Linked DNA regions of Canis lupus: region 2 is linked to region 1. The links are chromatin contacts, called in public Hi-C maps. All regions are on one chromosome and are shown on one strand. The core of a region is the stretch at or near the end of the contact, and the rest is flanking DNA. Distances in the headings are between cores, read along the strand shown. Region 1 overlaps LTBP1 (latent-transforming growth factor beta-binding protein 1). Region 2 holds the start of RASGRP3 (ras guanyl-releasing protein 3).

Region 1 (5,289 bases), core at 1,292-3,791:
CTCCTAGTTCCACCAGACAGGTGGGAGATTGATCTCTTTTGGGGGAATTAAAGGACAGTAGGAAGTGAGATTGAGTGGCAAGATCCAGATTATGGAAGGCCTTGACATTTGGGGAGTGTGACTTTGAGTGGGCCTGTGAGAAATGGAGAGATGTGCCTGAAGAAGAATAAGATTTATTACCTGTGGGGAGCCAGGTCAGGCCAGTGCTGGGGAAATGCTAGGAGAGCCCAGGTTGACGTGCAGATGAGAAAAAGGTTCCTGAAGGAGCTGGCCTTGTAGCCCACCTGCTTCTCACAGTAACTTCTGGAAAGGAGATCTAATTTTCATTAAAAATAGAAGGGATGCAGACTAGTAGTCTAGAAAACCTTTCCTTTGGATGCAGGCTAAGGAGTTATGTAGAGTCTAATGATTGTCTCTAGATGTTAAGTCAAAGGATCTGTCATCTTAGCCACTTGAGGAATGGAAAATGGGCGGTGTCTTTGAAAGCTTTCTTTTTCCGTCTTCCACTGTGTTCCTGGATTCAAGTTCACTGACCTGTAATCAGAAGCAGATTCTATTTCCTTCTGTGTTAATCAAACTAACACTCTTCAAAATGCATTTGGTGATCATTCATCATACTCTGTAGAAAAATCAAGGTCTTTTTTTTCTTTTTCAGTTATCAGACTCCCAATTTTCTACCTTTTATCTTTGTTGACTTTGCAGCTTTTGCTGTAGTGTGTTATCTTATCCTTTCCAGTATAAATCTCATTGCATCCACTCTGGTTTTTGTGCTATACTAGGAATGTTCAGCTCACCTATACTTCTCCTTTAGTAGGTGACTGAAATTCCACGTTGTTCATGATGTTATTACCGATCGCTGAAAGTGAGTCTTGGGTACTTGGGTGCATGTGCACACACAGGTGTGTAGCAACCTACATGTTGATCAGCTCTAGATATTGTTCTAGTTGGATTGCATTATCTGGCTTCTAGTTGGATTGTATTCTCATTAGTTGTTGAAAGCCATGTAATAAAAAGAAATAATAGTAATTAAAATCTGAAACAAATTTTATTGTTTATTGTGTAATATCAAATTATCGATTTTGTTTCAGACTTGTTTAACTTAGCTCTTGAGGCCTAGGGGTTCCTAGGAAAGTTTTTGTGATTTGCTCTGTAAGGTAATCAGTCCAGCCCCAGGCTACTTGATAATAATGCTAGGATTACAAAATCAGAAATATTTTCCAAAGCTAGTGAGTAAATATTGTGCTTCTCTTAAAAAAACTTCCATATATCACCTTTATATTCAAATTAATTTGGGATGTTCATAGAACATAAGGATTTTTTCCTAATTTGAAGGATACATACACCCCATGTTTGTAGCAGCATTATGAACAATAGCCAAATTATGGAAGGAACCCCAAATGTCCATCGACTGATGGATGGATAAAGGAGATGTGGGTACACACATGCATACACACAGGAATATTACTCAGCCATAAAAAAGAATGAAATCTTGCCTTTTGCAATAATGTGGTTGGAGCTGGAGAGTATAATGCTAAGTGAAATAAGTTAGAGAAAGACAAATACCATATGATTTCACTCATGTGGAATTTAGGAAATAAAATGAATGAACATAGGGGAAAAAGAGAGGCAAACCCAGACACAGGCTCTTCACTATAGGGAACACACTGATGGTTGCTGGAGGGGAGGTGGGTAGGGGGATGGGCTAAATGGGTGATGAGGATTAAGGTGTGCACTTGTGATGAGCACCAGGTGTTGTATATAAGTGATGAACCATTAAATTCTATTCTTGCAACTAATACTACACTGTATGTTAACTAGAATTTAAATAGAGACTTGGAAAAAAAAAAACCCGTAAGGCTTTTTGGTTAAGCTTTACTAGGAAGTCTTTGGCAGGAAACCAAAAGAAATGATTTGGGACCTCCCCTCCAATCTCACATGTATTTATTGAATACTTACTATGGGTCAGATACTGTGCTAGGGGTTCAAGTAAATATTCTTTAATTTCAGCAAACAACCTGTACCTGTTGTGTTTATTTTCTGTTTGTAGGATGAATAGTTACTTTGGTGTTTTTAGTAGAAGTGTTGTATTTTTATAGGACAAAGTATATGTAGTGCTGTTTCATTTTCTGGCACTAAGTCAGATATTTGACTTGTTTCATCAAAATCCAGTTCTAGCATTAACAGTCCTGAAATTAATTAATCAAATGATTAGCTTGCTGTATCATCACACCAGGCACCATTTCCGACTTGTAGACATAGTGCTCTGGAAGATCAAACCCAACCCTAACCAACCTTACAAATTCAAACCAGTTTAGTTGGGGTATTTAAATGAGAGCTGGGAAAGAGATTTTTGCTTGGTCAGAAACACGCAGCAATAATAGTGTGTGAATTCATAGTTCCTGTAGGGTTTGGAAGAAAGGGCGAGGCCAGCCACAGGAAAAAAGGGCATTGTATGTGTGTGAGAGATATTTCGCAGAAACAGCAGTGTCTAAGAGCTTAACTGGGTGCAGCTGGACAGGCTTCCTTTTGTACGGAGATGCTGCCTCTAGTGTTAAGGGAGAAAACCTATCTGAAGAACTACTGTGACATTAGGGTGCCATCTGTCTTGAAAGTGAATTATTTTTTATAGTCTCCTTCAGAGTAGTTTCCAGACAATTAGAAAACTTCAATGAGGGTGGGTGCTGTTTTGCGTATGGACAAGTTCCTTCAGGCAAGAGCCTTGAAAGCTTTATTTCAAAGGGGAATCACATTGGGAGTTCTCACTGTGGTGTGATGAGGCTGCTTGCCACAAAGCTCCCAAGAACTACACACCTGTCCAGGTTCGTGGGTGAAAGAAGAATCTATGGCACAGCCTGTGCACCTTCTCTCTCCTGATTCAGCCTGTGATGGGTTTCCAAGACCTCTTCCTCTCAAGATGGTAATTTCCCCCTGAAATCAGAGTTTGACTTTTTCCTCTCAGCGTTTGGAGTTTCTTTTTGAGGGGATGGTGACATGAATACACATATCCACAGAGTTGGAAAATGAGACAAAACCTGAAGGTTTGCTTCTTAAAAAAAAGGCTAAAAATAGTTTTAATTCTCAGATTTTCTTGGAATAAATTCAAATGAAGAAGAATGCTAGAAACATTTAAACAATACAAATGCTGATCAATATTAATGAAGATTTTTAAAAGCTTAAGTGTTTGGAGTTGACATAGCAGTGGTGACATGTTGGCGAGTTTTTTCTTTTTGGTTAGCTGGACTGCTACTTAAGATTGTGTAGTGTAAGTGTGTATAAACCTCAGTTAAACTATTAACGTTTGCATTTTAAAGTCTGCATGGATCAGAAAATGGAGTTAGTATTTCATATCCTCTAGAATGATGACAGGCCATGGAAGTATAGGACAGTGCTGGCACATTTTCAAAGGCATTCTTCCCTGGTCTGGATACCATCATAGACACAACTGCAGTTTGGTTGATTTATTATATACACAACATGTATAATAGTTTGGAAGTTGGGTTTTTGTTTTTTGGTTTATTTTGCTTTTACATGCATTGGTTAGAGTTGATTATGTAAAGGGTTTGAAATAGTGTCTGGTTTAAAAACTTTGGGGCTGATATTCTTATCTTAAAAAAGACTTGGAACTAATGAATCTAGAAAATGCAAACATCAACACAGATCAATTCATAAAAGGATGTCAGCTGAGAAATGTGAACATAATTTGAACTTTTACGATTATGCCATTGGGCAGCAGGTGGCAAGCTTTGCTTTTCAATGAACTCCAGTTTTATTTTTGTACCATAGAATGCCAAAATTTGAAGAGGGTGGTTTGAATCCACTGGAATATGTCATTTCTTGGCAGTGCAACCTCGAGCCACCTCCTTTGCTCATTGTGCATAATTGCCTTTCTTTGGATGCTGAAGCTGATCCTTCGGTTCCCCTTGTTGGGGGAATTAATTCATATGAGCAACGCTTTATTCTCTGATGATTTTAGTAACACATTGTAGGGGAGAAAATAAATTAAAAACAAATGAGTTTTTTGAGGCAATCTGGGTATGGTTTGTAAGAGGTTTTGTTGTACAGTCTTAATGCTAACACACACACACACACACACACACACACATAACTTATTTTGCTTCCACTTAAAAAAAGATCACTTTTAACTGACTAGAAACCTTATCACAAATAAACAGAACTTAATGGAGTTCTATGAAAGAATTTTTGGAAAATTAGAGAAGAAAAATACTTTTGAGCCCAGGATTGAAAACCATTGCCTTCCCTTAGGCTGTACTCTGTGTTTAGTCAGGATTTGGATCCCAGTCTGGTAAAGAGACTCAGTCAAAGGTGAGAGTGATAGTAGGGTGGGCACTGAATTATTTTGTCAACTGTTATACTCCCTATATAAAACTTGTTTTTTGGGTAGTTAGGCATTGTGGAAAAATTGAAGGGAACAGAAGACTGAAGAAGCATGTGAATCATTGTAAATATTTAACATTGAGTAGTCTACAAAAATATGCAACACCTGCTGTGCATTCTTTTTTTTTTTTTTCCTGTGCCTTTTGTTAGAAATGAGTTCATATGGGCTAGCCTACTTTATGTTCATAGTTTGTTTTTTTCAATATGTTCTCAGGCTCTCGTCTTTTCCAGTGATACTTCAAAAAATTTTTTTAGAAAGTACCATGTACAAAAAAACTATAATTTACAACACATGCATCAAGGATAATACTAATAAACCAGATTTCTCATACCCACTGTCTAACTGAAGAAATAAAACACTGTCACTCTTAGAGGTTCTTGGTGTGACCCTTCTCCATACTTACCCTCTTCCACAAAGTAACTTGTATTAATAATTTTCGGTTTTTTGAAAATAGCTTTATTATATTTCTCGGTACTTCTGAACACTTATTTTGGTTAGCCAGTTTTTCGTTTTTCAGTAAACCTATTTATATTCTTCTGAGATTAGCTTTTCTTGCCCAGGTGTTACTGATCTTCATTCATAATAGCAGCTCTCAGACTCGAGTCTGTCTGATTCATCTGGAGGACATTTTTTTTTTTTTTTTTAATGGAGCCTAATGTGGGGCTTGAACTCATGACCCTGAGATGAACCAACTTAGCCACCCAGGTGCCCCCACCTCGAGGACTTTTAAAACCTGACTTGCTGTCCCAGCCCCTGCCCCCAACTACTTAGTTTCCAATTCAGTAGGTCTGAGGAGGAGGGTTCGCTCAGTTAACAAACTTGTAGGTGATGCTACTGCTGTTGTTCTTGGGACCACACTTGGAGAACCAAGGATAATTCTGAGAGTTTATAGA
Region 2 (5,289 bases), core at 897-3,396, 370 kb after region 1:
ACCATCAGCTTGTTCTTTCTGCTGCTATTGCTTTGCTCCAGGTGACTTCTTCACAGTAACAGGGAGATTAGTGTGTCTTCCTAATATTATATATATATATATAGACTCTTCTAGTCTTCTAAATAGGAGTCACCAGCATAAAAAGCATTTAGAAATTTTCATTATTCTTCTATAAAACAAAATCAATTGCCTTAAATCTTGTTCAATTTTATTTTTTTAAATTGAGGTATAATGGACATATAATATTGTAAACTTTCAGGTATACAACATCATCATTTGATATTTCTATATATTATGAAATGATCACCACAGTAAGTCAACATCTGCCACCAAGCATTTTTTTCTTGTGATAAGGACTTCTAAGTTCCACTCCTTTAACAACTTTCAAATATACATTACAGTGTTATTTTTTTAAAGATTTTATTTATTTATTCATGAGAGAGAGAGAGAGACAGAGAGAGACAGAGAGAGAGACAGGCAGAGGGAGAAGCAGGCTCCATGCAGGGAGCCTCACGTGGGACTCGATCGTGGGTCTCCAGGGTCACACCGGGCTGAAGGCAGCGCTAAACCGCTGGGCCACCGGGGCTGCCCCACATTGCAGTGTTATTTATGATAGTCCCCAAATCTTTTTTCTAAAGTGGGATATTAATAAACAAAATAATTTTGTAGACCACTGTTTTTCATACTGTAAGGAGCATCAGCGTCACCTGGAGATCACACAGATTGCTCCTCCCCTCCCCCACTCTGAGATTCTGATCCAAGAGGTACTGAGGCTACTGGTCCAGGACAGCAGACAGCATACCAAGCAGCCCCTCCATCAAGGGAATTCTCTGACTTCCCCTGTGTTGCTTCTCAAAGTGTTCCCCCAATATAAAGAGCAGCCTGTTGACAGAGGTAGGTGTCAAATGACCAACAGAAAATGATAGATAATCAATAGATAACTAATAGAATCATGAGAAGGACCTTAAGTAATAACAGTTTCTAAAATGTGTCTTCAAAATTAGTAAGGTTTCTTTTTTTTATAAAGATTTTATTTATTTATTCATGAGAGTTACAGAGAGAGAGGCAAAGACACAGGCAGAGAGAAGCAGGCTCCTTGCAGGGAGCCCAAGGTGGGACTCGATCCTGGGACCAGGATCATGCCCTGAGTTAAAGGCAGACGCTCAACCGCTGAGTCACCCAGGCGTCCCCAAATTAGTAAGTTTTTAAAGCATGGGATGCACAGTATAAAAAAATAGAAGAGCACTAAATGTGTATATCACAAACCAGACTGTCCCCACATTCAAGATCTGTACTCCCATTTTGCCAAATCAACCATGTTTAAGTGTTTTGTTAGAGTATGTAAACTTCATATTTTGCAAGAAATTGAGAATCACTCTCAACATAGTTGACGCCAATTTGTACTCCCATGGACTGTTTTGAGAATTCTTACTCCTCCACACTTGAATGATATCTGACAACGTCAACATTTGGATCTGTCCATCTGATATGTGAAAAATGAGGTCTAATTTTTATTTTCTGTTGTAATTATGAGAGAAGTTAAATATCTTTGAGTAGCAAAACTGTGGACAATCTTTAGTTTAATGCAGATGGACGACCAGTTTATAAACTTAGCTTCGTAATTTCTTTTAAGCCAAAGTATCTGCTTTTCTCGTTCACCTGTTAATATCTTCCTGTTGTTGAACCTTGCCTCAAAAGTACTTCAGCTTCTTTCGAATGAAAAGAAATCAGAGTAGTGACTGACCCCCGTGGCCTGCCCCCTTCCCTCACTTCCCCCAGGAAATTCTCCTTCTGGCTCATTCCTGTGGGAAATGAAGGAGATGATGTAGGTTTGTTGACGGTATTTTATACAGAAGATGGTACATCGCCAAGCCCAAGCTTTGCTTGTGGGAAATGTCACTTTAGTGAAACCAAGATAATAGGAAATTAAACTTTGACTCTGGTACCATTACCAAAGCTGAATTTCCCTTAGCTTGTTTATCGGTGTTCACTTGAAAGAAACACACACACACACACACACAAACACACACACACACACACACCTCTGACTGCTTTTTGAAATCAAATACATTTCCTGCCTTCTTCTTTCCTCAGTGCTCTTACGACCAGCCTATTTATAGCCCGGGAAAGGAAAAAGCTCCACTGGAGGCAGGAAAACTAAGTTCAGAAAGAATAGGAGGAAGTGTGCCTGCCATTTAGCCAAACAACCTTTAATTCATTGAGCTCAAAGCTTAGCAGCTTCACTGTCGTCCTTAGGCGTAAACAGCTTGCAAATTTGACATTTTTTTCATGCTTTCCCCCTTTGGCCGGCATCAGGGCAGTGGAGGTGATGGCAGCATTTTAGGAGACAGGACAGGAATCTCTAGGTAGTTGCACGCGTGGAGGAGAAACTTGTGAGGGGTTGACGAAGCAGAAAGAGACATTTGAACAGAGGGATGAGCTGGAAATGATTGCACGTCTGCGACTTAAGGTAAGTGTCATTTTTAAGACTGTCCATTGTTGTGTCTACACGCACATGGCGAGCAATGGGCGTTCGCCAGGGACGCGTGTGTGCTGTGAGGGCAGGTCCTCAGGAAAAGCTCGTAGGCTCGTTTCTATTTCTGAAGAAATGTAGAAGTCAGTCTTGGCCATTGACTTCTTCAGTTTTTAACAATGATAATTTTTTTTTTTTTTGGAAATAGTAATTGTTTCCTTAAGATAGCTTTTTACCCAGTATGTTTTCTTCTGTTTTGTCATCACCAAGGGATTAAGTAGTATCAATAACTTTACTGAAGATCATTTTTGAAAATAATTTGAGTTTTTCTGTCCAATCCTCTCGAATTGCTGATAAATAATCCATGTACCGTTTCTTTGATCACTTCTGGCTTATTTATTTATAGTTTTGTTTTGATTTTTTTTTTTGTCACTTCTGGTTTAGAGTCCATTGAAATCAGCTCTCAAGCAAAAAACATCAACTTTGGAAAAGTTACTTTAGCTAAAAGTTAGTATTTTGTAGAAAAGTAAGTGAAGATAAAGTTGTTGTTTAGCTAAAAGTTAGTATTTTGTAGAAAAGTAAGTGAAGATAAAGTTGTTGTTGTTGATACAAAGCTTCTTTTCCTGGACATTCATTTTCAGACAAAGGAGAACCTTCCAGAAGCACCCAAAACAGCCTTGAACAGCTCCAGTGATAGAAACTGTTCACAATAGTTATTTACATTTAAATTATGATTTCAAAACATTCGTGTAGTATACGTTTTCTGAGTGACCTGAAAATTGCCCCTGGCTTTGGAAGTGGAAAGGTCTAAATAGAATGGGTTAAATCCAAGAACAGTTGATGCTGCCCACAAAAACTTGGAAAGCTTCTAGGGACATTCCAAATTCTTTTAACATTCCTTGCCATCAAACAACAAGGTTTGTTTAAATGATGCACCATATTTGCATCCACCCCTGAAAATACCTACATTTGTATCCTGGAGTCACTCAATTGATGTCACAATGACAACAAAGGAGTAAGTTTCTAGTGGTCTACTGAAAAGAAAGAGCAGAAGGAAACGTGTTGCTGTTATTTTGGCTTATCCCAGTTTGAGATTGGTATGTTTAGAATCTGTTGCAAGGAGATAGCAAAGCTGGAAGCCAGAAAAGCTGAGCCAGCCAGATTGCAGCTGGTGCAAGGAGGCCAAGCCTTGGTTTTGTCTCCATATGGAGTTCATTGGCCATTGTCTTTCCTAGGAGGATTTAAGGGTTATTTTTTCTGATTAAAAAATTATAATTCATTCCTTGGAAACCGTAGTAAAATGTAGTATTGCTTGAAGAGAGAAAATACGTTTCTTAGTTGAACTTAAACCATCCACATGAAGAAGGAAAGAAAATTATGTTGGATAAATATGATGGATCTGAAGAAACAGATAAACTCTTCCCACTTATTTCCAAGACATTCCAGTGCTACAAAGTCAATTCTGAGTCTGCCTTATTATTAACACAAAGTGAAATCCAAGGTAACCTAATTAATTGCCCACCCTACGTGGGTTTGGTGTTGACAGTGATCCTGATTTCAACACAACTTTCTCATTTGACACATTTGTGTATTTACACTATGAGAATAAAAATGTTTTAAATACTACTGAATGTTTAAATAATAGAAAGAATTAGGAGTTAGGCATTTTATTCTAAGAATGTATTGTTTTTCACTTTTAGAAGTCTTATGGTTGGACACTGCTTTCTGGATGCCCCACAGATGCTTATAAATGTATTCATGAAACACCAGTTATTTAAAATAGATTTTGGGGGGTTTGTTGAATAGCTTTGCAAGTTTCTTGATGTACTTTTAAGCTTCTGAGAGCATTTTATGTTAGAGTTAGCTAATTATGAGGGAAAGAAATTGTCATTTTTAAAACTTTTCTATTAATTAAATAGAAATTTATTGCTGGGTTTCCAGCATGACTCTTGTAATTGCTGTGTATTTAGAGGTTACATTATAGACCCACCTCTGTCCCTCACATTTAAATATCAGTGAGATCAAATTACTGAAGAGATGGTATGAAGTGGTGAGAAATTGAAATGTCACCACAACCTGTAGGATGTGTTGAAGTGGAGTGTGGAGAGAAGCATGCCAAGGTCAGGCAGCTGTGCCCACCTGGCCTGGTATCATGGGGGCAGGAGGCATTGCATATTGGTTTTAGTGTCTCTATGAGCACCTTAAATCCAGATAAGTGGCATCTGAGGTTTTCTTTCTCCAATGCCCTGATCCCCTTACACCCTATATAACCGGTTAACAGAGGCACCCCACCACCAAAGCATATTTATTAAGTTTTCCCGCAGTCTTTACCTTTGATAACTCAGCATTTACTCAGAGAAAGGGAATTCCGTAAGACACAAAGCATCCCACAGGAAATTAATTATTAATATTAACCAAATGAATGATGTAGATAGTGGGTACCAGATAAGGAAGTCCTGATTCAGGCAGGCTCCATGGAGTTATGAAGGTGAGCTGACTTTGCAGGGCAGAAATCTGATGGGGATAGCAGGAGATAAGGGTATCCAAAACAAGACTGGAGCTGTATATGTGGGCCTCTGCACATTCCTGTGAGATAGGAATATTCTTGGTGTGCTTAGGATTAGGGATGTCAGATGAAAACCAGGATTCCCAGTGAAAGGTGGATTTCAGATAAACAATGAACTTTTTCTCATGTAACTATGTCCTATTGCACAGGTGTATATGAAGCCAACTGCACGGGACACACTCGATTCAAAAATATTATTTGTTATTTGCCTGAAATTCACATGTAACCGAATGTCCTGTGTTTTAATTTC

Evidence for each region. Hi-C and Micro-C count contacts between places; a contact is called where the count stands out from the background.
Region 2: a Hi-C map of skin fibroblasts shows a contact between it and region 1, with 2.1 times the contacts expected there. The contact joins the promoter of RASGRP3 here to the enhancer-like site in region 1. A contact is called at or near these places in 2 of 9 Hi-C or Micro-C datasets (amygdala and skin fibroblasts).

Annotation. Positions count from the first base shown.
Region 1 is chr17:26,284,905-26,290,193 of UU_Cfam_GSD_1.0, forward strand. The region is part of intron 3 of LTBP1 (latent-transforming growth factor beta-binding protein 1); the gene reads left to right. Among named protein-coding and RNA genes, the nearest start is that of LTBP1, 64 kb to the left of the region's middle. Within about 2 kb of position 2,542, at least 2 of the 20 cell types and tissues checked have an H3K27ac peak or open chromatin away from gene starts, as enhancers often do.
Region 2 is chr17:26,651,320-26,656,608 of UU_Cfam_GSD_1.0, forward strand. It overlaps RASGRP3 (ras guanyl-releasing protein 3), which reads left to right and starts at 2,147. Exons shown (of 19, transcript XM_038561250.1): 1 at 2,147-2,470.